Regions from separate parts of the Mus musculus genome. Here regions 1, 2 and 3 are each linked to region 4. A link is a contact called in public promoter capture Hi-C data. All regions are on one chromosome and are shown on one strand. The core of a region is the stretch at or near the end of the contact, and the rest is flanking DNA. Distances in the headings are between cores, read along the strand shown. Region 1 holds the start of Asah2 (N-acylsphingosine amidohydrolase 2). Region 2 holds the start of 2700046G09Rik (RIKEN cDNA 2700046G09 gene). Region 3 holds the start of Minpp1 (multiple inositol polyphosphate histidine phosphatase 1). Region 4 holds the start of Ranbp6 (RAN binding protein 6).

Region 1 (7,499 bases), core at 2,824-5,323, 2.3 Mb before region 4:
CCAAGGTCAATAGAATCTTCAGTCCCTAGCCTTGAGCCTGGGTTGTAGGCCCAGAGCTGCCTTGACTCTACCTGGCAGGAGATCTCTCTCTCTCTCTCTCTCTCTCTCTCTCTCTCTCAGGAGTTGCAAATGGGTCTCTGAGGAAATAGCTGTGGGTGTATATATGAAGGCTTTCCCAGAGAAGACCTCTTAGGGCTGACTGTGAGCAGCGCTAGCCCATGACATGGGAACCCTGACACAATGGAAAGTGAGGAAGGTATCTCAATGTCCATATTTCCTTTCTTTTTGCTTCCTGATTGCCCTGGAAGTGAGTAATGCTTCCCTTCCACACTCCCCATGCCATGACATCCTGTATAAAGGCGTAGGGCCAAAGGATCATGGAATGAATATTCTTCTTCTCTGAAGTTCTTTCTGCCAGCTCTTGGATCACAGTTACATTTAAGTGTGTGTGTGTGTACAATTCACTCTTTCTGTTAGGGAGTAGTAACAAATTGAACAAGCATGCCACAGCTCAACTCTTGGTGAGTATTGGTATGAATAAAGCAGCCAAGAATATCCCTGCATAAGCATACAGTGCCCAGGCTGGGATGCATGTGTGTGTGTTTTCCTGTGGATAAATATGGAGGTGTGAATTGATGGGCTGTGGTGGTAGACTTATATTTAATTTTTTTCCTTTTTTATTAGATATTTTCTTTATTTACATTTCAAATGTTATCCCCTTTCCTAGTTTCCCCTCTGAAAATCCCCTATCCTCTCCCCCTCCCCCCACTACCCAACTCCTGCTTCCTGACCCAGGTGTTTCTCTATACTGGGGCATAGAACCTTCACAGGACCAAGGGCCTCTCCTCCCATTGATGACCAACTAGGCCATCCTCTGCTACATAGAAAATATCTAATAAAAAGAGCCATGAGTCCCACCATGTGTTTTCTTTGATTGGTGGTTTAGTCCCAGGGAGCTCTGGGGTTACTGGTTCGTTCATATTGTTGTTCCTCTTATGGGGCTGCAAACCCCTTTAGCTCCTTGGGTCCTTTCTCGAGCTCCTTCATTGGGAACCCTATGCTCCGTCTAACGGATGGCTGTGAGCATCCACTTCTGTATTTGCCAGGCACTGGCAGAGCCTCTTAGAAGATAGCTATATCAGGCTCGTGTCAGCAAGCTCTTGTTGACATCTGCAATAGTGTCTGGGTTTGGTGGCTGTTTATGGGATGGATCCCCAGGTGGGGCAGTCTCTGGATGGTCATTCCTTCAGTCTCTGCTCCAAACTTTGTCTCTGTAACTCCTTCCATGGGTATTTTGTTACTCCTTCTGAGAAGGATCGAAGTACCCACACTTTGGTCTTCCTTCTTCTTGAGTTTCATGTGTTTTGGAAATTGTATCTTGGGTATTCTGAGCTTCTGGGCTAATATCCTCTTATCAGTGAATACATATCATTTGTGTTCTTTTGTGATTGGGTTACCTTACTTAGGATATCCTCCAGATCCATCCATTTGTCTAAGAATTTCATGAATTCATTGTTTTTAATAGCTGAGTAAATTTTCTGTATCCATTCCTCTGTTGAGGGACATCTGGGTTCTTTCCAGCTTCTGGCTATTATAAATAAGGCTGCTATGAACATAGTGGAGCATGTGTCCTTATTACAAGTTGGAGCATCTTCTGCGTATATGCCCAGGAGTGGTATTGCTGAATCTTTCAGTAGAGCTATGTCCAACTTTCTGAGCTTATATTTAATTTTACAAGAAATTCCTAGAGCAACTTCTTGGAAGTTTTTCTTGCTCTTAAATATGATTGTGGACACAGGTGCCCTGTTCCTCTAGCAGGGCCAGATATGGATCCTTAAGCTGTCCTTGGATCCTAAGATAATGAACAGCTGGGACACCCTCCTTGGCCGGTCTGTGTTGCGATAATAACATCCATCATTGTTACTGTTATTGAATTTGTTACTGTTATTGTTACTTTAGCTCCAATCAGAGAGACTTCCTACTTTTTACTTGACAGAATAAAATAAAATGATAAACGTCGCTCAAGTATCACATGCTCACAGGTGACGCTCCTTAACTCTCATAAGTTGAACACACATGTCATCTGGCTCCAGTCCGAGAATTAGGAAATGGGACCAGCTGTGAGCACGTCACAGTAATTACAGATGACAAAACAAAATTAAGATGTCCAAATGGGTTGGTGATGGATTTTCCTTAAGGAAGAAATGATGATCTTTCTCGATAAAACTGAAATTAGACATCCTGACACTCCCGTTCCGTTTTCTCTTCTGTGCTGTGTCTTCCCAGCCTCCTCTGGTCACTTTATTGATAGGGGTCCCCCTTCTCAGTTTGCTCTGTGGGATCAATTCTGTCACTTTTGATTTCTCTTAGCTCAGATTTCAGGTACAGGGCAGCCCTGACCATAGGGTAGACTGGGAAGGAGTAGGAAACCCGGATTTTTCTGGCATTTCTGGTGATCTTTCTTACGAAGTACATTTAAAGTGGTCAGCACATTTGCTGGTGTGAGGCAAGCTTCAATGTAGCTGCCTTTGTTAGTGTCCTTTCTGCTCCCCAGGTGGTCTGTGCTCTCCCCTTCTTCACAGGTAGATTGCACTCTTTTCTGGAAGCTTTGAGACTCCCAGGGTAGACGAAGTTTAGGCAAAGGAGGCCCTGGTGCCTAGGAGCCCAGTTAGCAGAAAATAAACCTCAGAAGGCAGCCCTTGCCGTTCCAGATGGCAGAGAGGAGGAGAAAGGGCCAAGGCTCCTGCTGGCCTTCCGGGTCTCCCCATGGAGGGATGATTACCTGTAATAGCTCAGTCTTTAGCAAACACTGTCACACCTGCCAGCTTTGTACTTAACTTTTTACTTCCTTCTGAGGCCACAGCGAACTCTGTAGCCTGAAGAAAGCTAGAGGCTTGCTATACCTTGATTTATGCCTTGGCACTCTATGTAGCAACCCATTTATAAGCCAAGAGGAGCAGTCTTCTTTGGGGATTCTAGGTACATGAGGCTTCTGTATAGCGACATGGGGGAGTGGGGGGGATGAGGTAAACTGCAAAGACCAGAGCCAGGACCAAGCATGGGACACATTTCTGAAATACCATCACTCCAGAGGCCCAGGAGGCCAGGGCATGGCTGTGAGTCGAGGCTATGAAAATACCATGATTACCTGTCCCAAGAAGAAAAGGCCCAGAAGGAAACAACAAAAAACAGAAGTTGATCCTATACTGGCTTTGCTTTCTGTCCCTGACTTTCATACTTGTAAAGCAACTCCCAAAGGCTCAGAAGATTGACCCTCTTCAACTCCCCTACCTGCCCTACTAGGAGCCCTGGTAACTGTAGGGCAATATTGCAAGAAGCTGGGGTTTGTTTTTTTTTTTGGGGGGGGGGCGGTTGCCTGGAGGGGTGTTATGGGAAATATAAATATAGCTTTATCTGTTTATCCAAATTACTAAGGTATGTTTACTACATGTGAATAATAATCTTCTCCATCAAGTTGCAATCTGTCCAGAAACGTCTTTCCTAGAATGTATGTCCTTTATTCAAAATGTTCTTTACTCCAGCCTCTGCAGCGACTGTCTACTTTTGTCTCTGTGGCACGCAATTGATATCCTTGGCAATGAACTGCTTGCTTTCCAAATCACAGAGGACAAGCAGGTTGGGCTGAGCGAATGATGATGTTTGTTCATGGTGGAAAAAGACAGCCTCTAGGGCCGTGGTTCTCACCCTTCCTAATGCCTCTACCCCTTACTACAGTTCCTCATGTTGCGGTGACCCCCCCCCCCCAACCATAACATTATTTTTGTTGCTACTTCATAACTGTAATTTTGCTACTGTAATGAATCACTATCAATATCAGATAGGCAGGATATCTGACCTGTGACCCCTGTGAAAGGGTCTTCCTACCAAAAGGGTCCTGAAGTGCAGGTTGAGAAACACTGTTCTAGGTGTTACCTTCCAAGAATGGTACAAGTGTTCATCCATCAGCAGGCTTAGCAGAGTGCACCGTGTCTGCTGAATGAGTCAGCGTGTAAGTGGTTAAGTTACAGAGCCTTGGCTTTCTGGGTTAGAGCTTCCAGCCTCCAAGAGTTAACCTGCAGCGGTGTTCTGAAGAGCCGGGCAGAGGATACACAAGCATCCCAGCAGGCACTCTGGTTTGCCCGTGAACGATAGATATGCGGGGGTTTGAATGAGCAGCTGCAGCAGCGGGTTTGGGTACGTGGCTTTGCTTTGATTGATGCTGTATTGTTTTCTCTCAAGAGAACAAAGCAATGCTTGTTCCTGTTTGCAAACAAGGTCCCTTGGAGAAAGGGCAGTTGTCTATTAGCCTGCATTCTATCGTGAAAATAAGAGCCCAGGGTGCAGGGGTGAGCGTTTGCAGATTTCTCCATCCTCATTTAAGCTGCATCTCGGATGCTGGGGATTGTCTTTAAACTGATCTGAATTCTAGTGCTGCAGCGTCAGGTCATTTGAATGTCACGATCGCAGTGGGATTCAAACGGTAGTTTTTTGCTATCTCTACTGGAAATCTATACTTAGAGGTAAATATTTGAAGTTGTTTGTTGAATTGGTAGATGCAGGAGGCAGAAACACATTTTCCTGCCCATTTTGGAAGATACGATTTAAAACCCCAGACTCGGAGAGCAAACTTCTATAATTCATCGGAAGCCCGAGGGAGGGAGGGAGGCATCATCTAAGACCGAATGCTTTCTCCTCTCCTACAACCTGACTACTTTAGCCCCAGCACACACAGTGTGACCGGAAACATCCTTCAGCATGTCATGACTTCTAATCAGTCTCTACGTGCTCAGCTGGGTATCGGTATTACTTCACGAACCTTTTATTTTGTTCGTGGAAACGCATCTGAAACTCAAAACAGACTAGAAATAATCTTCAAAGACTTGAACTGAATGGAATTTCAAGGAATACAAGGTTTTAGCTTAAAGTTTTTCAGGGTCCCGATGTGGTGTGAAGGTACAGTCTAGAAGCACTGTGCACACCGATGACGGTATAGATATTTGCAAACTTCCCGGAATGCATGGTGCAGGTAAAATGCAAGGCAATCGACGTTTAGGTCTACAACTTTTCTAAAAGTTTCCCCCAACTCGGACACCATATTGAATAAGAATACACACATACACACATATGTGCACACACATACGTGCACACACACACATACATGCACAGAGAGAGAGGGCGAAGACGAGGTGGGGGGGTGAGAGAGAGAGACTCTTGTTTTTGATTTTAGGAAACAATTTTTTACGTATTTATTATATAATGTCAGCTAACAGGCTGATCCTGTATAGTCTTTATGTGGACAAATGTTCTTTATATCCCTACATATTCTGGTATTTTTATCATGGAGAGATGTTGGAGTTTGCCAAAAGCTATATCTGCATCTATTAATTGTGTATTTTCTAGCCTTCAGCCTCTATATATTTTGTATTGCCTTGATTGGTCTGTGCATGTTGACCCAACCTGGAATTCCTGAGATGGAACCGAACTTAATCACAGGATATGATCTTAGTGTTATCATGAAGAGCTTGGGCAAATATGTTAGTTTTTAAAATATTTTATTTTTATTCTTTGTATGTCTCTTTGTGCAGGTCTGTACACATGAGTGCTGGTGTGCTTAGAGGCATCGGGTCCCTTTCAGCTGGAGTTGCAGTACTTGTGAGTGCCATGTAAGTACCTCTGCATGGGTCCTGAGAGCTGAGGTTCTCTGGAAGAGCAGTGCATACTCTTAATCACTGAGCCATCTCTTCAGGCCTGCGATTAGTTTATTCACCTCGCTCTGGAGGGCACGTGGTATGCAGTCTTCTGTTTGCATCTGTGTCCTTATCTGGTTTGGGTGTCAGGGCAATATTGACTTCCCAGAATGAGTCCGCTTTTAATGCTTTGACTGCTCTGTCTTGGGAGCAGCTTGCTGAGTGATGGTGATGACTTGAAGACTTGGTGGAATCTAGCATCGAGCCCGCTACAGAGCTTTTCTTTGTGGGCCGATACTCTCATCACTGTCTGACTCTTGTTGCCTATGGAACTCTTTAAGTTGTTGATATCTTCTTGATTTAATTTAGGTGGGTTATATGTGTATCAGGATTTACTCATTTCTCCTAGACTGTCCAGTTTTTAGGATTGCATTTTTTAAAAGTCTCTAATGAGACAATAGATTTCTTTGGACTTTGTTATAAGATCATCCTCAAATTTTGTTTTTCTGTTTATATAATTGACCCAACCTGGAATTCCTGAGATGGAGCAAACTTAATCACAGTATATGAACTTAATGTTTTCATGAAGAGTTTGGGCAAATATGTTAGTTTTATTTTATTTTTATTATTTGTATGCCTCTTATATAGTTTTATATAAGCCTTATATATGTGTGTGTATGTATAATATTTATCTTTTCAAGCATCCAATTTTGTGTTTAATTGATCCAACATTTTCTTCCATTTGTTTCTGCCCTTGCATTTTTATTTCTAGCCTCCTATTGCTTTCTGGGGGGGGGGGGGGTTTGAATTGTTCTTGTTCATCTAAAACCTTGAAGTTTATCATTGGTATTTATTTGAAATATCTTTGCAATATCTCTATTTTTTTCTAATGTAAGCATTTAAAGCTATAAACTTTACCTCTTAGAACTATCTTATTTCTATCTCAAAAGTGCTGATAAATTGTGCTTTATTTGATTATAGAAGCATTTAAAAATCCCATTTCTGGGTTGGCTGATGATCTGCTGGTCATTTGATAGTATATTTTTTCGTTTTCCTAGTATTCGTGTACTTCCTGTGGTTTCTCTTGCTATCTCTCTCTTCTTCTACGCCACTGTTAAGTTCTTAGAAATTGTCGTGATTATATTGTACTTGTTAAGACCTGATTGCCTAATGTGTTCTATCTTCGAGGACTATCTACAGGCTACTGAAAACGAAATGTGTTTTCCATAGCTGTTGGACGAAATACTTTGTTTCTATCTATTAAGTCAATTTGATCTGGGTATGCCTTAACCCAGAAGCTTCCTTTGCTGTTGTTTTGGTTGCTGTTGTTTTTTCCCCTTGGTTTGGATGACCTATTTAAATATGATGTTACCCACTGTTACGGTATCAGTCAAACATTTAATGCTCATTAGTATCTCTTTATGGCATTGGTGACCCCACCACTCAGTGCATATATAGTTACAGTTGTTATTTCTTCCCAATTATTTGTCTTTTCTTTATTAACAGTTAGTAGCTTTCATCATCTCTCCTGTCTAATTTCAATTTGAAACCTTCTCTATCAAATCTCAGGATTACTATACCAGCTTGTTTTCAGCTTCCACTAGGCTTGAAAGACTGGCTTTCAAACTTTGATTTTCAAAATGTGGGTGTCTTTACAGATGAGGTGTGATGGGGTTATTTGTTTGTTTTTTGTTTTTTTGTTTTGTTTTGTTTTTGTTTTTGGCAATAGGCAGTGGTCTTGATTTTTAAGCTGGTTGACTAGTTTGCATTTCTTTACTGGTGATAGGAAGCAATTACATGGAAGGCAATGTT
Region 2 (7,272 bases), core at 2,897-5,396, 2.6 Mb before region 4:
ACTTAGCTCAACCTCTGCATTAACTTTTTAATGAGGTCAAGCTTTGAGTTCATGGGGCTGCAATTTAGGATGGCGATAAAACTTTATGTCCGTAGGGCTTCCAGATCAAGCAGTTAAAAATACAAGACACTGAATTTTATTTGACTTTCAAATAAGTAATAAAATGTTAGTGTAAGTGTGAAGCATGTGGTAGCCAAGAACTTTGTTTGAGGGTAGATATCGGGATGAGGATGACGTGTGGGACTGCAGTGGAGTACTGAAGCATTCTGCTTCTGGGACACACACAATACTTGGGCTTGGGCTTTATCTGGTACAACTTGACAATGAGTGGACACAAATAGGGGCTGGGCGGTTCCAAACAAGGATGATGATCAAGTTCAGACTCCAGCTTCTTTTGATTCACTTCTTCCATTTTTGCTGTCAAAATAGTAGTTTTCCATGTGGGCTAAATCCCCCCAGCTTCTCAAAGGACAGGTAGCAATATTTGGACATCTTTTTGGCTGTATTACAGTGAGCAGGTTTATACTCAGGATCTAATTAATTTTCATGACAACCATGGGAAACAAAGAAGGGGTTGGGTTACAGCATTCTCATTTTAAGAGGCAAGAATGAAACCTGCCTGGAGTTCCATTCTGATTACTGGAAAAGCCAGGACTTAAGTGGTGGTTTTGTTAGGGATATGGTACACACTGTACCATCTATTCATCTGATCCTTGTTAGTGAAATGTCTTAGTTTTCTGTTTGCTGTGACACAAAGCTTTCCGTTGCCATAGCCAAGACAGCTTATAAAAGACAGCATTTAATTGGAGGCTTACAACTTTAGGGCTGGAGTCCATGAGCATGATGGGAAGAACATATCGGCAGTCAGTCAGTCATGGTGCTGGGGCAGTAGCTGAAACTTACCGATTTGGAGAGAGGAAGGGGGGCATTGCTAACTGGAAATAGCATGAGCTTATCCAGTGACACACTTCTTACAAAAGGGTCACAGCTCCCATTTCTTCCCAAACAGTTCCACTGAGGACCAATTAATTCAAACCTATGAACCCATGAGGGATGTCAGTAGTAAATGTCTAATTTGAAAAATCCTCTTAAAATCTATATGAGGTTGAAAATTGGCTTATTAGAAAGGGATAAAAAAGACATTTCCATTGTTTGTATTTATCCTTCTTATACCTAACTGCAGCACAGAGAAAACCAGAAAATAAGTTATGATTCAGCAACTATTTACTAAGGGCTGTTTGGTGCCAACTCATGTGCTACATATTCCAAAAATCAGAGATAATACATATCCATTGTATGGTATTGAAAAAAAAATGTAGGGAGCCGGGCGTGGTGGCGCACCCCTTTAATCCCAGCACTCGGGAGGCAGAGACAGGCAGATTTCTGAGTTCGAGGCCAGCCTGCTCTACAAAGGGAGTTCCAGGACAGCCAGGGCTATACAGAGAATCCCTGTCTCGAAAAACAAAACAAAACAAAATGTAGGGAAAGAGGTTTGTGCACAAGGAGAAATTGGGCTGTACCCCTTGTCTAACCAAGGTCAGTCAAACAACTCCAGTCTTTGTTGATCAGTGGAAACCAAACAATTAGTGAAGCCAGGAGTCTCAGGCAGAGGAACAGGAATGAACTCAGTGCAGATTCTTCACAGATCTGTTCCTTAGGGCAAACACTTGGAAGGAGCCTTGTCATGGGCAGCTGGGTCCCCACTCACAGCACTGGCTTCAACTCAGGTTGTAGGTTGGCCAGATGTATTTAAAAGTCTGAGGAGGCCGTGAAGCCTTGCCCCTGCTGCTCAGGCTGTGTGGCCCGGGATTCTTCCACAGAGCCACATTTCCCTGCCTACCCACTGAAGCCCCTTGACCTTAGAGCATAGTGTGGGCTTTGACTACGTTCTAGTAAGTGGTGGTTGCCACTTACAGGTCAATGGGATAGAAGTGCGTTTTTCTCTTAGATTATTAATCGTTAGAAATGACCAACTTTGAAGTAGTCACTTTGGCGAGTGAAGTTTATGTCTCTGTACTTGTTTGTTGGTATTATTTTTAGCATGGCAGACACTGACTTGGGGATGACTCATTTTTACTGTTTCAACATTATCCATACTAGTCCACGTACTTGAGAAACCTAAACATTTTTAATGAATGTTTCTTATGATTTGGTAAGAAGTAGTGTTAGAATTCTCTTGTTTCTTAAAGTCATTTATTACTTCATATATGATGCTATGCCTGCCTGCATATATAGTGTAACTCTTGCATGCCTGGTGTTCTCTGCAGCCAGAGAAGGCATCAGATTCCAAAGAAGTAGAGTTTCAGATGGTTGTCAATGGCAAAGTGGGGTGCTGGGAATTGAACTAGGGTTCTCTTCAAGACCAGCAAGTACTCGTAACTGCTGAGCTACCTCTCCAGCCTCCTGTTAAGGTTCTTCATGGTTTAGTGGACTAGAAAAGGAACATTTCATCTTGATTATTATTATTTTTTGTACAGTGACTGACTTAAAAGTATGCCAACTCTGAAGCATCTCTTATGACCACGCCATTCAAGTTACTTTCAAGGCGAGGATTTCTCTCTAGATTACCATCCCTATATTTACTTAAAGCTCTGTTATGTATATTTTATGTGTGCCTTTTCTAAGAACCACTTTCTGAAATTGGAGTGAAATTTGGAGTATAAAATACTTGTATACTCTGCCCTTTTCATGTATTAGGAATACTCCTAAAACTTTCATAGAAAAATGTTTTCTTTTTCCTAAAAAACATTTCAAAGATACAGGGAGGGGGGAGGGGAAGAAAAACTAAACTAACTCTAATGCCTGGGACACACTTGTAACAAGTGTGTGTGGGGTGGGGAGGGAGAATTTTAAAGTCTGGATTCCATGACCTGCCAGGCAGCAGCTCGCTTGCTTTGACCTTGGTTACAGCAAATGCAAAGTAACACTGCAAAGAGCCAGCGGCTGTCCAGTACTTACTTCAAGACAGCAAGCCTCCTTTTTTTCCCTCTTAGGTGCAAACTGATGAAAATAACCAGCGGGGCTACTATAATCTCAGCCACTCCCTTGCTCTTGGTTGACACTCAAATAGAGCAGGTTAGTGGGTTGTCATTTAAAAGCAGTATGCGTCAGGCCACCCTTTCTTATCTCCCTGAGAAGTGCGATAGCATAGTGTCCTAAGGTGAAGAGGCCGGAGGTGCAGGAGAGGACAAGACCTTTAAGAGCTCACACAGGAGCAGACACATTTTAAATCCGATTTTTCACTGTATTTGGGGACAGAGGACGCTAAATTTTCAGCACCATACACGAAAAAGGGTCTCTACTGCTTAGGGAAAGCGGCCATCAGATTCACCTTGGGAGCTTGTTAACCAGGTTTCAGGACCGACCCCACTAGTGGCGTTTCTGATTCTGTAGGTTTAGGTGTGGTCGTGAATGTGTCGTTCTAACGAATTCTCGGGTAATGAGGATGCGGGCCCAGAGATTCCAGGACCCCAGGTGACACCATCACCATCCAAGCTAACCAGCAGCAGGAGAAAAGCATGGAGGAGAGCGACGGCTGTCCAAACATCTTTCGCCACCTTCATCCTCCGTCGCCGGGAATGGGTCAGAACAGGGAAGCAGCAGGAGGAGCGATGCCAGCGCCTTAGGAACGGGAACTCCTCTTCCCAACTTCCGCCCCTGGGGAAAAGCAGAAGCCATCAGCTCCAAGAGAGCGGCTCTCCAATTCTTAGCCGTTAGGTTCTGGCTCTGGAGACAGCCGGTCCTCCCGGTGTCACCGGCGTCGCAGTACCCTCGCTGTACCCCCGCTGTAGACTGGCGGACTGCATGCAGGTGAGGGCGGGGGCCTGTGCCTGGTGGGGAGGCAAATGGACTAGAGTCTGCCCGGATCCCGGACCCTTCTTCGTCTACGGCCCCGGAGAGCTGAAGATGGCTGCCCCGGAGCTCCGCGGACAGTCACGTGTCTCGCAGGCACGGCCGTTCCCCCCTCCCCGCCCCCAGACCAGACCCTGCAGGGTAGCGCGTCCCGGGCGACCCATGCCACGGTGGTACGAGCGGTCGGCCCAGAAGGCCGGAGCTACTGGAGGCTGCTGTCTCTGCCGCGAGATCACCGTCCTGGTACCGGGTTCCACTGCCCGAGCTGGAGATCTGCCGGCGACCCGCACCCCGTGGGGCCATTGGGCATGCGCAGTGCTCCGGCCCTGGTGCGGCGCTCTCCAGGTTTTCGCCGCAGCTCCGAGAGGCGGCGGGAGGTGGGGCCCGGACGGACTAGGGGGGAGGGCCCGGTTCTTCCCGAGAACTCCTGGGCCTTCACGCTGCCTGGGGCTGCGCGATTTAGGAAGCCTGCAGACCCCTGATTTGGGGGGGGGGGGGGGGGGGAGATGGTGGTTTTAAGGATTAGAGCTTCGGAAAAATGTCCCGAAGAGTTTGAGGTTCATCCATTTTAAATGATCAATCATAAGGGAGTCACAAGTGTCGCAGCTCTTGGGCTTGGTGGGAAAGAAAATGCCAGTGTAGTTCGCCAACAGCTGTCCCCGTAGGTAGTTTCACCAAGGCTGAGTTTGTGTCCCCAACCTTCTAGCCGCCTTTTGCCGCACAACTCTCGGGCTGGCTCCTAATAGGGCTTCTGATCCCGGAGGATGAAACCCACCATCTTTCTCTTCTCGTGGTTGGGGGGTGGTGGGGGCGAAAGGGAACCGCATCTCCAGTTCCCGTTTCTAGAAACAAAAAGGACTCCCCCCCCCCCCCGTCCCCACCCCCAGCACACCCCACGGCCAGCTGTCCTGCGGGACTCAGCTGGGTCCCTGGTCGAGCGTCCGCGGTCCCCGCCCCCTGGCCGCCGGGAACACCCGGAGGAACGGACTGGCGTCGCGCGGGAAGCCGACCCGGCTCCGCCGCGGACTGGGCATGCTCGGCAGCCCGAGGTTCCAAGTCAGAAGCCTTCTCGCCAGCTCGGCGGCGGCCGGAGCAGCGGCGGCGGGCTGCCGGCTGGACGGGAGCAGGGAGAGCCGGTTCGGGCGGGCTGCTCGTCCCGGGAGCCTGGCACGCGGACGGGAGAGCGGGATCGGGTGCAGAGTCCGCACGCCGCCCTGCCCCGGTTTCGTTCCGCGGCGCGGGGCTCGGCGCGTGGAAAGAATTCCGGCGGCTGCCACGACTCGCGTGCAAGTGAGTCGCGGGGCGGGGGTGGAGGGCCGGCCTCCGGGTCGCGAGCGGCTGGATCTGACCCGAGTCTCTCGGGCCAGGCCTGACCTCGGTTGACGGCGGGCGGGCAGCCGGGGCGAGGGGGCGTGAGCGCATACCGCGCGGTGTCGCGCGTACCTGGCGTGCGGTCCCCCGCGGCCGCTCGTGGGGGTGGGCGCGGGGGAGCGCTCTGGCGGCCGCGATCCCGGCTCCGAGGGGGCGGGCCGCCGGCGGGGCTCCCCCGCCAACTTGGGCGGGGAGGAAGGAGGAGGCGTCCGTGGGCACCTTTCCGAGGTGCTGCGTGCGGGCTGGAAGGCTGCCTGGTGTCACATTGAGGCGAGCGGACGGTAGCGGGGCCTGAGAGCCCGGGACTGAGGACCTTTCCAGGTGGAAGCCAGCCAGAGGTCCCGTAGTGCTTAGGGGTGGACCCCCAAAATCACAGCCCCACCCCCACAACCCTGGGCGGCAGAGTGACAGTTGGTACCTCCTGGCCTGATCGCAGCGGGGCCAAGAGTCCGCGGCTTTGGGATTCCCTTCAGCACGGCCCCTCGATGACCCCCAACGGCATAACAGGTGGGACCCCCCTTCCCGGAGGAGCGAGCCCCTTCCTTCCCAGGCGGTGTAACAGCCCCTGGCTCGCGACTATTCTGAGACCCCGCGTGTCCTCACCGCGTGGGGGTGTTAAAGGGTAAGGCCTGCAGGGGCATCTGCGTAGCTCTGGACGCGGTTCGTCCAGAGAATGAGGGGTCTGAGTGATCATAGGCGACTTGTCAAGGGCACATCAGTGGTAGCAGCGCTGCCTCTGCCCGGATTTTAAACCCACACTCCAACTGTCTTCCTTTGGTGGCCCCGGTGTCCTGGTCCATCTAACGGATTCTGGATAATGCTTGATCCTTTTTGACTGCCGGGCTAACAGTCGGGGTGGAGGATGCTATTGACCTGGGGAGCTGAGAGAATCCGGGCAGGTGCTTCTCGGATGTTTCATTTCACCTTCAGACAGGACCGAGTTCAGCGCTACACACATAAAAAAGACAGAAGGCTGGTTTCTGACGGGAAGTTTATTTTCAGTGTTCTGAGGCCTGCCTTCTGTCATCGCTTTCCTGAAATTTACCTTCTTCAGATTGGGGGTGTTTCTAGTTGGCTACCTGGTTATGGAAGTCGTGAATGCCTGTCTTGGTGTGCTGTCTGTCAACTCCTTACGCCTTGCCTTCTGGCACTAGGGGCTGAACATCAGCAGGGGTGGGGGCCAAGGGAGCAGAAAGGAGTGAGATTGATGAGGTCTGATCCTGGTGGAAGTTGCCTTCGATTTGGGAGGCAGTTTGGGTCTGAGGAGGCAGGGGAGAGGATGTCCAGGCGTTTCATTGGTCAGAGTGTTAAGTGTCCAAGGAAAAAGCCAGCTGGGGTTGGGTGCCGATGTGGTCAGTTTTTTTTTTTTTTTTTTTAAGGGAAGCCCAGGGATGTTTGGTGATTCAGCAGGTGGCAGGTTTCCAGCTCTGAAGCCTTGCCTTGGCCAAGCAAGCCAGCAAGCAAGCTGCAGAGCCTGTGCCCGCAGCTGGCGGTACCTAACTTTGGGGAAACCTCCCGGAGTGGCCTTCTTATGTGCACCAAGTCTTCCTTCTTGTTTTGCTTCCTGTTTCCTTCTGGATGCCCTGGTCCTTTGGGTTTCCTTAATGCTCCTTTTAAACTACGGAGCACATTTTAACGTCTGTATCACAGACCTGCTGGGTAGCAGGAGATGGCCGCCACAACCGTTCAAGTCAGGTAATTACTGTACAGAGAACCCCTTTCTGTTTCTGCTTCAGAGACCAAACATTTTTATTGTTAGTAAAATAAATACTTTTCTGCCACTTGTCACTGACATTGAACTACTTCACATACCAGGGAACTTAAAAAAAAAACCTACTAATTCAACATATTAAGTTATTAAAGGCACACATTGTTTAAAACATCTTACTCGGAGAACTCTACTGTCTTGCATGCTTGACCTGTATGTAGCTCAGTAAATGCTTATTCATATTTTAAAAAGTTTTTCATAACAGAAGAGCACTAGAATTACTAGAATTTCTCCTTTTTTTTTATGTCTATCAGTGGGATTCTTTCCTGAACAATTTTAGA
Region 3 (7,611 bases), core at 1,671-4,170, 2.7 Mb before region 4:
AATGAGGGACAGCTTTACCCTGAGCTGTTCTGATCTCTGGCAATACAATCTGAGACAGAAATTCATTTAGCCTACGAGGTCCAATATATTTTTACACAGTGTACATTGTGCTTTTAGTGTCTGGCAAACACAGAAGTGGATGCTCACAGTCACCTATTGGATGGAACACAGGGCCCCCGATGGAGCAGCTCGAGAAAGTACCCAAGGAGCTGAAGGGGTCTGCAACCCTATAGGTGGAACAACAATATGAACTAACCAGTACCCCCAGAGTTCATGTCTCTAGCTGCATATGTAGCAGAGGATGGCCTAGTTGGCCATCATTGGGAAGAGAGGCCCATTGGTCTTGCAAACTTTATATGCCCCAGTACAGGGGAACACCAGGACAAAGAAGAGGGAGTGAGTGGGTAGGGGAGCAGGGCGGGGGGAGGGTATAAGGGACTTTCCGGATAGTATATGAAATGTAAATGAAGAAAATATCTAATAAAAAATTGGAAAAAAAGAGATTTATTGGTGTTCATTTAGTGTGCAACTAGCATGACTCAGTTCTCCCTTTCACAACATGCACCCAGGGACCCGACACAGGGCGTCAGGCGTGGCTGCAAGCCCCTGAACCTGCTGAGCCATCTCAGCAGCCCTGTTGTGCTACTTTAAATGTTCTAGTTTTGACACTCAAGTTCATTTGAATGGATTTAGGAAGATGTTCACTCAATCTAATGAGAAAAAAAAAGTAGCCATAATTAAAAAGCATACTCAACAAATAAGCATACATACATACATACATCAGCCAGTTGAGTTATTCAAATTAGTAACACAACACACAACCATGTGGAAATCTCTAAGAGGTTTTTAAGTATTAGGGGAGAAATGGGAAACTGAATTTTTCTGTTGTTTGAGTCTTTGTCGGCTAATGTCCTTGCTTCAGTTCTCTGAGGCTCAAACTGATAAGCAGTTGCTAACACTTATCCACTCCTAACCCCCACGCTATTTTCTTCAAGTTATCTTACAGGGAAGCCGTATGCATAGCGTTGAGAGCAAGCTCTATATAAGATTCCCTAGGTCCTTGTCTAACTGTATGAAAATCTGCAAATTATTTGGTACCTTTTGCTTCATTTCTTGTGCGTGAGATTGGCAGGGGACACACTTAGCAACTTCATAAAGCAGTGTTAAGTGCCCAGTGTACAGGATGCTCGGCACACAGAAAGCGTTACCGTTTGCCGCAACAGCTAAAACATTTTCCGAAGGAAAACTCACCACTCTAGAAAAGCCACAAATCTGGATACTGGGCCTGACTAGTTCACCACTATATAAGGGTGATGAAGGGGACACACTCTTGGCTTCTTCACCTGTGAAATGAGGATTCCACTACTTGTGCCCCGAAATCCCGAAGCCGTATAATAATGGAATAAGTAGGTGAGGTAATATACATGTGACTACGGACCACAGCTACAACAAGGGAAACTACAGCAAACACAAGAACGAAACAGGGTACCCTAACCCTAAGTAAGGCTTAAAGAGGCTTTGAGGAGCAGCTTCCTAAAAAATCCTTGTAAATGTCGAAACACAGGAAAAGATGTTGTTAACAACAACAACAACAAAAAAGCCAAAAGTCCTGTGATCCCAGCCCTCAGGAGGCAGAGGCAGGTGGATCTCTGTGAAGCCAGCATAGCCTACAAAGCGAGTCCAGGACAACCAGGGCTGAGAAACCCTGTGTCAAAAAAACAAAACAACAAAACTCCCAATTCTCACAAGCAGTTTGGGAGGAAGAAAGTTCTATATTATTAAGTGCGCCCAGGTGTTAAACTACTTGCCAGGAAGGGAAAAGAAGCTAGGTTGGCACTCGGGGGGATAACGCGATTTGGGAATGTGGAATGTAAAACGAGAAGCGATACTTTCTTTCCCCTCCTTCTAGCTGGGTCTCCAGCGTCCCCTACTGCACTCTTGCGCAGAAAATGCTAGGAATTCACACCTGATGAGTGAATGGACAAGCGTATTACTAAAACAACAGAGACAACCAAGTCCACATCCTGGGTCCCGAGAACGCAAGCGGGAAAGGGAGGTGACAAAAAGGGACACGAGGGGAGGCTGGATGAGGGAGTCCGCAGTCTAGGGAAGGCGGAGCGCGCTGTCACCTGAGACGTCGGGAGGTGGCAGTCCTGGGTGGTAATGCTGCCACAACCCCTGGAGGAAGGCGGCGCTGCTGTCCACACAGCGGTGCTTGGAGCTGGTGATCAGCCGCAGGCGGTCGTAGTTCTCCCGGCTGAAGAGGTCTGGGAAGAGGGCAGCCAGACGCAGGGCCAGCTGTCGCATGTCCTGCCGCCCCTTCTCCACCAGCTGCCCGTCCATCCAGTCACCGTACCACAGCGGCCACTCGGCCAGCGCGGCGGCCACTTGGCTCCCGCCATCCCGGGACTCGCGGGTCTGCAGCAGCCCCTGCAGCTGCTTCAGCTTGCGGATCTGCTTGGTCGTAGGGTAGCGGGTGCCGTGACGGATGAGGGCGACCAGCTGCACCGGGGTGCAGGTCCCCGCCAGCAGCTCCGGGTCCCGCCGCGGCGCCACCGGATCGACCAGCAGCCAGGGGTTGGCATCTTCGTAGCGTGTCTTCGTGCCGAAGTAGGGGCTGAGCACCGAAGCCACCGGGTCGCCGCGCCCCGGGAGAGAGCAGCGCGCGAACGACGAGAGCAGCGCCGCAGCCAGGACCGCGGCGGGCGCTACCGAGGCCGGGAGGTGGCTGCGCGCGCCGCGAAGCATCGTGCCCGGGGGCCCCGCGGAGGGCGGCGCGCCGCTTGCCGACCCCCACTTCCGGATCCGCCGGCGGGGGCGGGAGCAGAGCGCACTTCCGGCCCGGGAACCTCAGAAGGCAAGCGTGGTCTCCGGTGCTGTCACCGAGCGAGTGTGGCCGATCGTCTCGGAGCTTCGGTGTGGACAAGTGGAGAGGCGGAAACCTCCGACGAGCGTGTGACACCGGGCGCAGGTGGAGCCGGCGTCAGTTGACCCGGAGCGTGGGCGACTGTCCGGCAGCTTGGCGCCTCAGGAACCGATTCAAAGATTCCTGAGCTGTTTAGGTTTTTCGGTGTGGTAAAAGAGCACACATGAATCCTTTCCTTTTTCTAGTAGGTAGCCCGGCTTCTACCAAAAGAGAAGCTATAGGAGATGGCTTTTGTCCCTTACGGTGTGTTTTCAACATGTGGCCCCTGAACGATCAGTCTCAAGATCCCTCGAGAAAGAACGTCTGTGGCCTTTGCTTACAAGATACCTCCTGAAGCACACGCCCTCCCCCGACCCTCTTGTTAAGAGTTTGAAAATAAGCAGGACACCTCAGAGCCATGAATTTAGAAAGGGGCTTATTCCTTCAGAAATTTAAGCCCTGGGCTTCAATTTAAGTATGATTTTAATGTAGGCTAGAGCTGACACACCACCTCAAGATTGTAAGCTTGTTTATGCCAAAGGCCATTGAGAGAATAGAAACAGCCGTCCTTATAATTTGAGCACACTGAATCATGGCCTCACAGATGCACTCCATTATTAAATATGACCTCATCACTGTATGGAGGAAACACCCATATTCTCCCATGTAGTTAGATATGCAAATCAGTTGAGATTTTAAAATGTGCATGTGTGAACTAGCATGACTATATGTACAACATTTGTGAGCCCACGAAGGCTAGAATAAAGCGTTGGAGTCCCTAGAACGGGAGTTTCAGGCTGTTGTGAGCTGTCATGTGTACTGTAAACTAAACTGGGGTCTTTTTCAAAACCATTAAGCACTCAGTCACTGAGTCAACCCCAACAGTTGAGTGTCTGTCAGGCCACATAGCTCCGAATCTTGGACTCAAAAATCTTGAATCTAAATACCTTGTTTGTTTGTTTTTTTCCTACCCAAACCTCAGTATGTATGACAATTAAGGAAGATTATTAAATGATAAAATGATCCAAACCCAAGGAGATTTTAACCACATTGGCCACATTGGATCTTTCTCATAAGGACAGTTACCATCTGTACTTAATGGTACAGAAAATTGTACTGTTAAGCACTGACCAAGAAGAAAATGTTATAAAAATCCAGAGTAAATTCCAACTTGAATGCTGAAATTTTAAGGCTCAGGAGTGGGGGAATTCTAACAGAACTGTGCTTTTTTTTTTTTTTTTGATATGTCATTTTGTAGTGTTTAAATGACTAAAAATTCGTGACCAGTCTTACTTTTCACAGGAGGTTACTTAAATTAGTATTCATTGAATTTTAAGCCTTACACCTTATAGACTAAGGTGCTTGCGTTGTTATTTGTTTTCAGTATAAGACATTTTTTTCAATTGTACTTTGATAGTTTACAAAGCAGTAGGTTTCCTTGTGCCCTTTTCATACATGCTTAGTTTTTGCTGAACCTCCTCCAGCCCTGACCTCTCCTCCATGGCCCAGCTTGGATCCCCTACTTAAGCCCTTTCCCAGTGTCCCTCATTCCTTATCAAATGTGTTCTAGAACCATGCCCACTCCTCACCCTTACAAAGTTTCCTTTGTTCTTCCTGGGCCCCTTTTTAGTTTCCTAGTGTCAACAAGCACTCACATATATACACTAAAATCCAAACATGAGAGAGAATGTGTTTGCTTTTTTAAGCCTAAATGTCTTCCAGTTCTATCAGTTTTTGGGAAAATTTCATTTTTCTATATGGGTGAGTAAAATCCCAGTGTATATAAGTACTGTTGTTATTTATCTGTTGATGGAAATATAGACTGATTTCATTTCCTTGTAATTGTGACTAGAGCTACTATAAGTATGGCAGAGCAAGCATCTCCATAGTAGGGTGTGGACGCCTTTAGGTGAATACCTGAGTGTATACCTGGGATACACAGTAGTTCTGTTTTGCAGCTACACTATAATGGCTACATCAGTTTACACTTCAACCCACCCTGACACGGATTCCTTTTTTGCTTCACCCTAGCCATCATGTGGTGTCATTTGTTTTCTTGATGCTAGTCATACTTTGATGGAATCTCAGAGTAATTTTCATTTGCATTCTCTGGTCACTAAGGATGTTGAAGACTTTTGAAAATATTCATTGGCCATTTGTATTTCTTCTTTTGAGGACCCTTGGCCTTTCCCCCCATTTTTAATTAAAATGTAATTATCATCACTTCCCTCTTTCCTCCCCCCAACTCCTCCCATGTCTTCTATAAGACCCTCAAAAATATATGGCCGCTTTTTCTTTTTCTTTCCCCTCTCAGCATCATTAGTTGCCTGGTGTTCTTTGTCTAGAAGTGTGGCTCTAGGAGATCTCCTGTGTTAGCCTGTTTATTGGTGTTGTCATTGTTCAGGTCTTATTCAGGCAGCCATATTGTTGAGGTATCAAAGGTGTAGCCTTCTGCCATTTCCAGGAGACAGTCTCACTTCAGACTTCCTAGTCATCTGCCTCTTAACAGTCTTTCTGCTCAGCTCCTCTGCAGTGATCTGAGCTTTAGGTACAGAAGCTGTGTGGTAGATATATCCTTTGGTACTCCTGTGCCAGTTGATCTCAGCATTATAACCAGTTGTAGTTTTCTGTAATGGTCTCTGTTTGCTGCAAAGCAAAGCTTCTTTGATGTAGGCGTGAAAGCTACACTTTATCTATGGGTGTAAACTTTAGAGTGCAGTTAGGAATTATTAGGAATTAGCTAGGTCTAGTAAAGTAATGGTAGTGGGTTTCTCTCTATGTTCCATGACCTCTCCACTAGCCCCAGGTAGGGTACTTGGCTAGGTTTCTATTACCAGGCATATTTCTCTCCTTTTGAGTGGGCCTTAAGCCCAATTAGACAGCCAGGGTTATCACCAAGATATCAGTCCCACTATTGCACCAATAGAGATAGCTTGCCAAGCTGGCATGTGTTGTTTCATTGACAGTATAGCTGGATATAATTATTCATTGCATCCTTCTGTTGGCATCTTAAATAGTACTTACTGGCCTGTGGAAGCCTGACAGAAGCAATCTTCTGAGTCTTGTATCCAAAGTGTGTAGTGTCTTCAACAAGAGGGTCATTACTTCAGTCTCTGAGAACCAACCATGGGTAACAGCAATAGCCTATATTGGTTTGGAGGTCACTTGGACTACACTAACCAACAACTCAAATGGAGATTTCCCATGCCTGATTCTGGGGTACAGCATACAGGAAATTGAAACAGAACCAAGAAAGGGGAAACAGAAAAATCTGGAAACAGGTTTCTATATAGGGAGGGGGAGGGAAGTCAAAAGAAGAGGGGCAGAGAGAGAACAAATACTATTAGGGATGTTTCATAAAGTCTCCAGGAGTCATATTATTTCCAATTTACCTAAAATTACATATAGCTTATATATAATTCCTGTGTATGCACACACATAAACATCTTAAATGAACTTATGCTACTTGGGCTGACGATCCAACCCACAAGAGCCATAGAGTATCTTAGGGAATTTTTTTGGATTCAGTTGTTTTCTTGTTTAGTTTTTTGATTTCTTTGTTTATTCGGGCTATTCATCCTCTGTCAGGTGTTGCTTGATATCCACTCAGCAAGTGTTTGCACTACGTAAAACTAGTTTGCCTAATATATCTGTTTAATAATGATCACCTTGGAAAGAAATGGTTATTTATTTTTCATGGTCAACTTTTGCATCCTCAGTAGCCACCAAGCCTTCTCTCATTCACCTTTCCTAATTAAGCAATCTTTAGTGTGCCTGCTGTAATTACATACAAAACCTAGGATATAAGCAAATACCTTACACTAAATTTGTTCCAAAGTGAATATTATTTTCCTCCTGAATACCTGTTAAGTTTACTCTGCTTATATACTTAGGTGAAGCCAATCCCAATGTTTTGATGTTTTGTTAATCTGAGAAGGGTTATTAAAGTGAGCCATGGCCCTTTTGAAAAGGGCAAAGCTGGATAACTTCTAAAGAGGACAAAGGATCCACAAGCTCAGATCCAGAGTCCAAACTCTGTGACTCACTAAGGTCGGACATTGATAAGTTATCTAAACTCTCTAAGCATTTGTTTTCTTATCTGAGCACTTTGGAACCTGCACTGTGGGGTTTTGACAGAGATATGTGAACCCGTGTGAGTGGGCACTCTTAGGTCTGTGTTTTATTAGCAGTGTTTGATGTTGTTACTCCTGCACGGAGCTCCCCAGTAATTATGGAACCTGCATTTAGTCCCAGTGAACATTACATGGCGTTTCCACAAGCTAGGTCACAGAGATAATTGTAGCACATACTTAATACAAATCCACCCTTGTCTCATATGGTTGTTAATTCTTAGAGTAGTGAGCTTTGGTAGGATGAGAAACTCTGCTTTGCTTTCATGTTAAGCCAGGACTTAATTCTCTGACCAGTGTGTAAATTGGCTGTCCCTCGAGAGAGAGCTACTCATCGGATCTATGATCAGGCAGAGTACACTTGGTACAAAGCATGGCTGCCTTTTGTAGAGATCGTGAGTGAGTCACTCTCCTTTGTACATATGCTGACAGATCTGCCATAACAGGAGACAGAGTGGAAAGAAGTACGCCAAGGTATCTGAAGAGGTGGAGGAGAACGGAGCCTAGACCAGAGCTCATTTGTGCCGGGAGAAAGCTCATCTCCTCAGTGAAACTCATCTCCTGGGAGAGATGGGT
Region 4 (7,333 bases), core at 4,677-7,176:
ACAGAGGAAGAGAGGAAGCAGGAAAGAGTTAGGTCTCTTTTGGACGGGGATAGCATGAGGACAAGATGTAATTACTAGTGTCTCCTGGTTTCAACAGTGGATCAATCAGGATTCACCACGGGGGAATTCAGATTTAATAAGGCTTACAAGATTAGGATTTTAGTTGTTGCACCCAGAGATTTAGCTATCATTGTTTCTGAACTAAGTTTGTGTAGCATTTTCCTTCACACAGCAGTTCAACTGGGTTCAAGTGCGAAAGACGTAGGTCTTTGGTTGGTGAGTCAGACTCTGAGAGCCCTAAGAGTCCAGGTTAGTTGACTCTGTTGGTTCCTGTGGAGGTCCTATTCCCTTTGAGGCCCACAGTCCTTCCTCCTATTCTTTCATAAAATTCCCCAAGCCCCATCCACTGTTTGGCTGTGGGTGTCAATGTCCATCTGTCTGAGTCAGCTGCTGGGTGGAGCCTCTCACGCAGATGGCCATGCAGAGCTTTCAATGGCTCCGAAACTCCAAGTTTTCCTAGACAGGTTCTGGATGTTCCCTATTTAGCAACGAGGACTCAGACAGTGTCTTTTGTTTATTTGTTTGTTTATTTGTTTTTGTTTTTCGAGACAGGGTTTCTCTGTATAGCTCTGGCTGTCCTGGAACTCACTCTGTAGATCAGGCTGGCCTCGAACTCAGAAATCTACCTGCCTCTGCCTCCCAAGTGCTGGGATTAAAGGCGTGCACCACCACGCCTGGCCCCGACAGTGTCTATACTCGAGCATTACGTCACATTTACCATGTTTTACACAAGCACCACAAGAAACACACCACTCAAAAAAATGAATCCAACTGTACCAAAGTATGTAGAATAAATAGGAACATCTTTCTGTTATTAGGGAAATGATGACATTCTTTTCATGGTTCTTGGTCATTAATAAAATATTTTTAAAGGGGACCAAGAAGAAAACTCTTGCATATTTAAATTTATGCTTGAGAGAAAGAGAACCAGGCAGGCAAACAGGAAATCTCGGCAGCAGCTGAGAAGAGGGAAAATGAGAAAAGGAAAAGGCATGTATTTAGCAATGGAGGTTGGTAAGCAGCTGCTCGGACAAAAGGGGGTGAGCTTTAGAGAAAAAGTAAGAAAGCCCAGAGTGGGGCTAGAGAGATGGCTCAGTGGTTAAGAGCACCGACAGCCAGGGCTACACAGAGAAACCCTGTCTCGAAAAAAAAAATCCAGCTATGAATGGAATAACTTATTTCCAAAGCCTAATCTTAGCATCAGAGAACAAATAATACAAGTATAGATGCAGAGCTAAGAGACAATTGACAAATGGCACTTCTGGATTCATAACAAAGTTCAAACGATGATTTCCAGTGGCTTCAGCCTAAACTCCCTAGTTTGAAATTCCCAAGGTATGTTTCATCTAGTGGTCTAACACTTGCTGGTCATCATTACTTAAGATTCATTGGTTCATTCAAAGTTATGGCAGAGTGGTTTTCTGACTGAGGCATCCTTTTCGAATTCATTAGGTGGAGTGCGCACAGAGCAACAGTCACTCACAATGGTCTCTATGATCTGACTTAAAATTTGTACAGGAAAAGACAAGGGAAACTTGCTTATTCCCTTAAGTCCATTTTCAGAGCTGCCAATTTAGGAAGCTCAGAAGATGATTAAGGGGTTAGTAACTTTTGATGTTAGAAACTTGTCACTTTTGTTCATATTTTTAATCTTCTTTTAGCCTACTGTAGGCATTATTCTTTTTTTATATTGAGGTTGTCTCATTTTAGTCTAGCTAAAGTGTATGTGGCATTTTTGTTGGTTTTCTGTATCATTTTTAGATCTGGATTATATCATGCAAGATCAACTTAATTCTATCCCTCTCATTTGGCTCTAAATCTCAGCTCTTCGGTGAAATTTGCAACTTGTCTTGAATTTTCTACCACTTGGTAAGATGCTAACAAACACCTTAGTTGTCTCTGGGGAAATAACCTTGAGATGCCCTTGAGATGTCCTTGAGATGTCTTTGGGGAAGTAATCTTGAGATGCCCTCTCTACCAATACAACACAGCTAGTGTTAATTATAAAAGTTAAAATTGCTCAATTCTAACCAAATTGGCAAGCCAATTTTGGCTATTATGTAGTAGCCTTTCCCCTACTTCTCATGGGGGAAAGAAGGGGATAGCAATGAAAAAAAAATGAATACAGGAGAATCATTCATTTTAAAATAGAGAGCTAAGATTGTAAATCATCTTGTGTTTTTCTAAAGCAATAAGTCATAAATGATTGTTCTAAGATGGGTTCAGTTTTGCTCCTACTATTGAAATTATAACTGTCATTTGAACATGTGGGGACCAGTGAAAGAACAAACTATGGACTCCAAGATTCACCTATCTTGAGAAAAGCCTTTTCCTCCCAAAGAGCAGTGTGTTGATTGACACAAACACTGCTGTTTATTCTTTTAGAAGTAAATAAGCTGGCAAAGAACGGCATGTGGTCGAAACAGGTCACTGGGTCAACTCATGGGAAGATGTCTTAGTCACTTCCTTGTTTGGTGTGTGTGCTACTGAGCCTTTGACCTCTTTCCTACCATCAAAGTCAGCTGATTTGGACTTTCTGGTAAACTGAACTGGTAATTGACCTATTCAATGTCTATTCTGTGTGCATCCCTTTTCATATTCTTTCCAAAGGAATCTTTCTAAAATTTGGTTCATACCACTTGATTGAAATCGAGTTACCTTTAGGGGAAGGATCCACATTTCTCAGTGTGGACTATGACACTTTCATCGTCTGCTCTACTTACTTCCCTGCCTTCCTCCTTATTGTCCCAGGCTCCTCAGGCGCCTCCCCCCTAATGCTCTGACCCTGGAGGATTGGCAAAGAGCTCTCACAGTTTGCCTCAAGGCCTCTGCATTTTAGCAAGTTGTTTTGTCTACTTTGGACAGCCCCCCCCGCCCCCGTCCCCAAGATAGCTAATTAGGACTCATTCTTAAAAGCCAGTCAGGCATCACTTCCATCTGAGATTCATGTCATCAACTCTGAATATTGACTAAAAGAAATTATCAAGTTCCCCCTTATCCTTTACTGCACAAATTATAATTCAGATCGAGGGAATGTTGTTTTTTTCAAACTCCCAGCTGACTTCCTCTACACCCCAGTGGATTAGCTGCCTCCGTAATGCCTGGGCAGAATTATTTTCACACTAATTCCCTGAGTGTGTGGCATTTACCATTTCCTATAAGTATCTTCATGTAGTTGATCTTTGTGTGTGTGGTGTATAGTTTGTGTTCATGTGGTGGTGGTGGGGGGTGCATTTGTGCAAGTGGAGTTAAGAGGTCAGTTTCTAGTGCCTTCCTAAATTATCTCTCCTTATTGAGAAAGGGCCTCTGACAGAAGTTTGAGCTCATCAATTTGGCTAGGCTGGCCATTTTGCTCTAGAGATCTGCCTGTTTCTTCCTGCTCCCACACAGTGCTGTGTGGGGTTATATATGTGCAACGGGGTGCTCAGCTTTTCCATGGGTACTGGGATCCAAACTCAGGTAGTCATCCTCTTCACATAGCAGGAACTTTATCAACTGAGCCATTTCCAAGCTCCTCTCATATGTATATATATATATATGTATATATATATATATACACATATATATATGTATATATACATATATATATATATACATATGCATATGTATGTGTATATGTATATGTATATAGATAGATAGATATAGATATAGATATATTTTTTGTGTCCAGCACTATGATTGATAAAGCTCCAGTGAATATTTTCTGGTGGAATAAATGTACAACTGAACAATCTCTTTAAAAATTATTCTATTTACATTCCAGTCATTGTCCCCCACTTGGTCCCCCCCTCACAGTTCCTCATCTCATTCTTCCTCCCCCTTACCTCTGAGAGGGTGCTTCTCCCTGGCCCCTGCAAACCTCCCCCTTTTCTGGGGCCCCAAGTCTCTCGAGGATTTAGTGCATATTCTGCCACTGAGTCCAGACCAGGCAAACCTCTGCTACATACATGCCAGGGGCCTTGGACCAGCCCATGTATGCTCCTGGCTGGTGGCTCGATGACTGAACAATCTTAACAGCATTTCAACTATTGTTGCAAGCTGTACTAATTTATATATACTCCCATATAATATAGCCAAGCTTCCCGGTGTTCCACATTTGCACAGGCCTTGGCACTGTCAGTCATTTACGTTCCAAACACTACAGAGGATTGTCACTGGATCTTGCTGTGGTTTTAATAAGCCCTTAGTATGCTAACGGATGCAGCTGTAGGGAAAGCATTTCTCCAGCATTCGTTAACATTTCCTAAAACTGCAGATGCAGAGGCTTTGCAGCCAAACTTTTTCTAGGAGCAGTAAGAAGAGCAGTGAGTCTGGTACAAGATGAAGCACTGTAGGTAAGATTTTAGAATCAAAACAAGAATTGATTTGATCCATAATTATAAAGTTTAGGTATTTATATAAAATCTCTCTGTGCTTATTAATTATGCATGTTTGGGTTACAGTTCTCAGAAATCTAGTACAGTAATTTGGAAGCTGGTCCTAACATCTGTATTTTAAAATAAACACCCTAAATGGCCTTGAAATGGTTCACCAAATGAGAAACACTGTTCAGAGACTAGTTTCATATTACAAATTAATTTATGAGACCACCTATTTGGTCAGTCAACTTGTTAATGTGAAACTAGACTTTCTCCATTTTGTGTGTATATGCAGCAGAATTTCACAAGACTGAAATTCAGATTTCTTGGCAAAGTTTAAGACAGAACACAATAAATGAAGGTCTCTGATGACGTTGCAAAAGCAACAGCGGCTATAGGGGATGTTCTGTGGTGACAAAAGGTGCCACTGCCTTAAGACTAGGTAGAATTTAGACTCATCTGCTGTGAGCCTCAGCCTCTCTGGCTCTTCATTTCTTGGTTTAAAGTAGTGCTTTGTCTGCCTTTATCAGCCTTACAGAATTACCTAGGGCTGAAATGAGTGTGACAATGGCTGGCAGAGAGGAAGATCTGATCTCAGACTGTTACACCTTATAATTATGGTTTTAAATAACTCATCTGCCTACATTAAAAATACATAGCCTTGGGGAATTTGTTCTTAGGGTAATCTTTGCAGCTTCCTATTCATGGGTAATTAGGATTCTAATAACTGAACTGTCATATTACAGTTTAGAAACACATAAGGAAAATCTTGAGTAACAAAAATACAAAAGTAATGTATATAGAAGACCAGGATTCAAGAAGCTTCATTATCATTACTCCAGATCACCTCCCACCTTACTCATTTGTCTTTCCCACTCTGTTAGAATCCACAGGACAAGAGATTGGGATGTACGCCCGAGTTTGAACATCTCGGGTTCTACTTCTTTGGGTGTGGCAACGGGGAGGAAATCATTAACCTTTGATTGAGTTTATTTTGCAAGTAGTTTTATTATGGTTTTACTCACTATACCCAGTTAACAATTTAAATTGTATAATTCGGTAGTTCTTAGTAGAACGGCATGACATTGGGGGAACCATCATCACTATCAACTGCAGAACATTTTTACCAACCCTCAAAAAGAAATCCCCGGACAGCAGTTATACTCCATTCTTCCCTCCTCCCTCACTCCATAGCAGGTGCTAATTAAAGTTCGTCTAGAGGTGCTTATTCGAGGTCTTTTACAAACAATAACGGCATCATACAGTATGTAGACTTGCGGAGCGAATTTCTCCCCATCTCCTTCCAGCCTCTACAGGAGCACATCGGTCGGAGAACAGGACGATACCCCTAAAACGCACTCAGCTCCGTCCACCCTGTAAAACCCAGACCCCCGCCTGCCAGCTTCACCCCGCCGCAGCGGAGAGTGGGAGCAGCGCCCCGCCCATCCCCGGCGTCGCCTCACTGACGTCACCGCTCCCAGCCGCAGACTCCCTCCCTCCTTCCCGGTCGCGGTAGCTTTGACAGGACGCGATGGCGGCGGCCGGGTCTGCAGGGTTGCCGGCGACCGTGTCGGAAAAGCAGGAGTTTTACCAGCTTCTGAAGAACCTGATCAATCCAAGCTGCATGGTGCGGAGGCAAGCCGAGGAGGTCTATGAGAATATCCCAGGTCTGTGTAAGACTACATTTCTCTTAGACGCCGTCCGAAATAGAAGAGCAGGTTATGAGGTGAGACAAATGGCTGCCGCACTGCTACGACGGCTTTTGTCCTCAGGGTTTGAGGAGGTCTATCCAAATCTACCTCCTGAAGTGCAGAGGGATGTCAAGATTGAACTGATACTGGCCGTTAAGTTAGAAACACATGCTAGCATGAGGAAAAAGCTTTGTGATATTTTTGCGGTGCTGGCCAGGAATTTGATAGATGAGAGTGGCACTAACCATTGGCCAGAAGGTCTGAAATTCCTCATTGATTCGATTCACTCTAAAAATGTGGTTCTGTGGGAAGTTGCACTTCACGTTTTCTGGCACTTTCCTGGGATTTTTGGGAACCAGGATCGTCACGATTTGGATATCATCAAGAGGTTGTTGGACCAGTGTATTCAAGATCAGGAGCATCCAGCAATCAGGACATTATCTGCTAGAGCTGCAGCTACGTTCGTCCTTGCTAATGAAAACAATATTGCTCTTTTCAAAGACTTTGCGGATTTGCTTCCTGGGATCTTACAGGCTGTGAATGATTCCTGCTACCAGGATGATGATTCTGTGCTAGAATCCCTTGTTGAGATTGCAGATACTGTACCTAAGTACTTGGGTCCCTATCTAGAAGATACTCTGCAGTTGAGCCTGAAGTTGTGTGGAGACTCTAGGCTTAGTAACCTGCAACGCCAGCTGGCTCTGGAAGTAATAGTCACCTTATCTGAAACTGCAACTCCAATGTTGAAAAAGCATACGAATATTATTGCACAGGCTGTGCCTCATATATTAGCAATGATGGTTGATCTTCAAGATGATGATGACTGGGTAAATGCTGATGAAATGGAAGAAGATGACTTTGACAGCAATGCGGTTGCTGCTGAGAGTGCCCTAGACAGACTGGCTTGTGGACTTGGTGGGAAAGTTGTTTTGCCAATGACCAAGGAGCATATCATGCAGATGCTTCAGAGCCCTGACTGGAAATGTCGACACGCCGGATTAATGGCCTTATCAGCCATTGGAGAAGGTTGCCATCAGCAAATGGAACCAATTCTAGATGAAACAGTTAACTCGGTTTTACTTTTTCTTCAGGATCCTCATCCAAGGGTAAGGGCTGCTGCCTGTACTACACTTGGACAGATGGCTACAGATTTTGCACCTAGTTTCCAAAAGAAATTCCATGAGATAGTGATTACAGCTTTGTTGCGAACCATGGAAAACCAAG

What was found. Promoter capture Hi-C pulls out the DNA fragments that hold promoters and counts their contacts.
Region 1: a promoter capture Hi-C map of hippocampal neurons shows a contact between it and region 4, with 4 times the contacts expected there. A contact is called at or near these places in 2 of 39 promoter capture datasets (the C10 cell line and hippocampal neurons).
Region 2: a contact with region 4 is called in a promoter capture Hi-C map of hippocampal neurons, with 3 times the contacts expected there. A contact is called at or near these places in 3 of 39 promoter capture datasets (the 3T3-L1 cell line, hippocampal neurons and pre-B cells) and 1 of 130 datasets of targeted methods (astrocytes).
Region 3: a promoter capture Hi-C map of pre-B cells shows a contact between it and region 4. A contact is called at or near these places in 2 of 39 promoter capture datasets (hippocampal neurons and pre-B cells).

What each region holds. Positions count from the first base shown.
Region 1 is chr19:32,099,714-32,107,212 of GRCm38.p6, reverse strand. It overlaps Asah2 (N-acylsphingosine amidohydrolase 2), which reads left to right and starts at 4,073. Exons shown (of 24, transcript NM_018830.1): 1 at 4,073-4,194; 2 at 5,586-5,663.
Region 2 is chr19:32,386,090-32,393,361 of GRCm38.p6, reverse strand. 2700046G09Rik (RIKEN cDNA 2700046G09 gene) reads right to left here and starts at 4,146. Exons shown (of 2, transcript NR_033198.1): 1 at 3,986-4,146; 2 at 2,178-3,657. It overlaps Sgms1 (sphingomyelin synthase 1), which reads left to right and starts at 4,850. Exons shown (of 10, transcript NM_144792.5): 1 at 4,850-5,142.
Region 3 is chr19:32,481,078-32,488,688 of GRCm38.p6, reverse strand. Minpp1 (multiple inositol polyphosphate histidine phosphatase 1) reads right to left here and starts at 2,920. Exons shown (of 5, transcript NM_010799.2): 1 at 2,130-2,920. The coding sequence starts at 2,748.
Region 4 is chr19:29,811,567-29,818,899 of GRCm38.p6, reverse strand. It overlaps Ranbp6 (RAN binding protein 6), which reads left to right and starts at 5,926. Exons shown (of 1, transcript NM_177721.4): 1 at 5,926-7,333. The coding sequence starts at 5,950.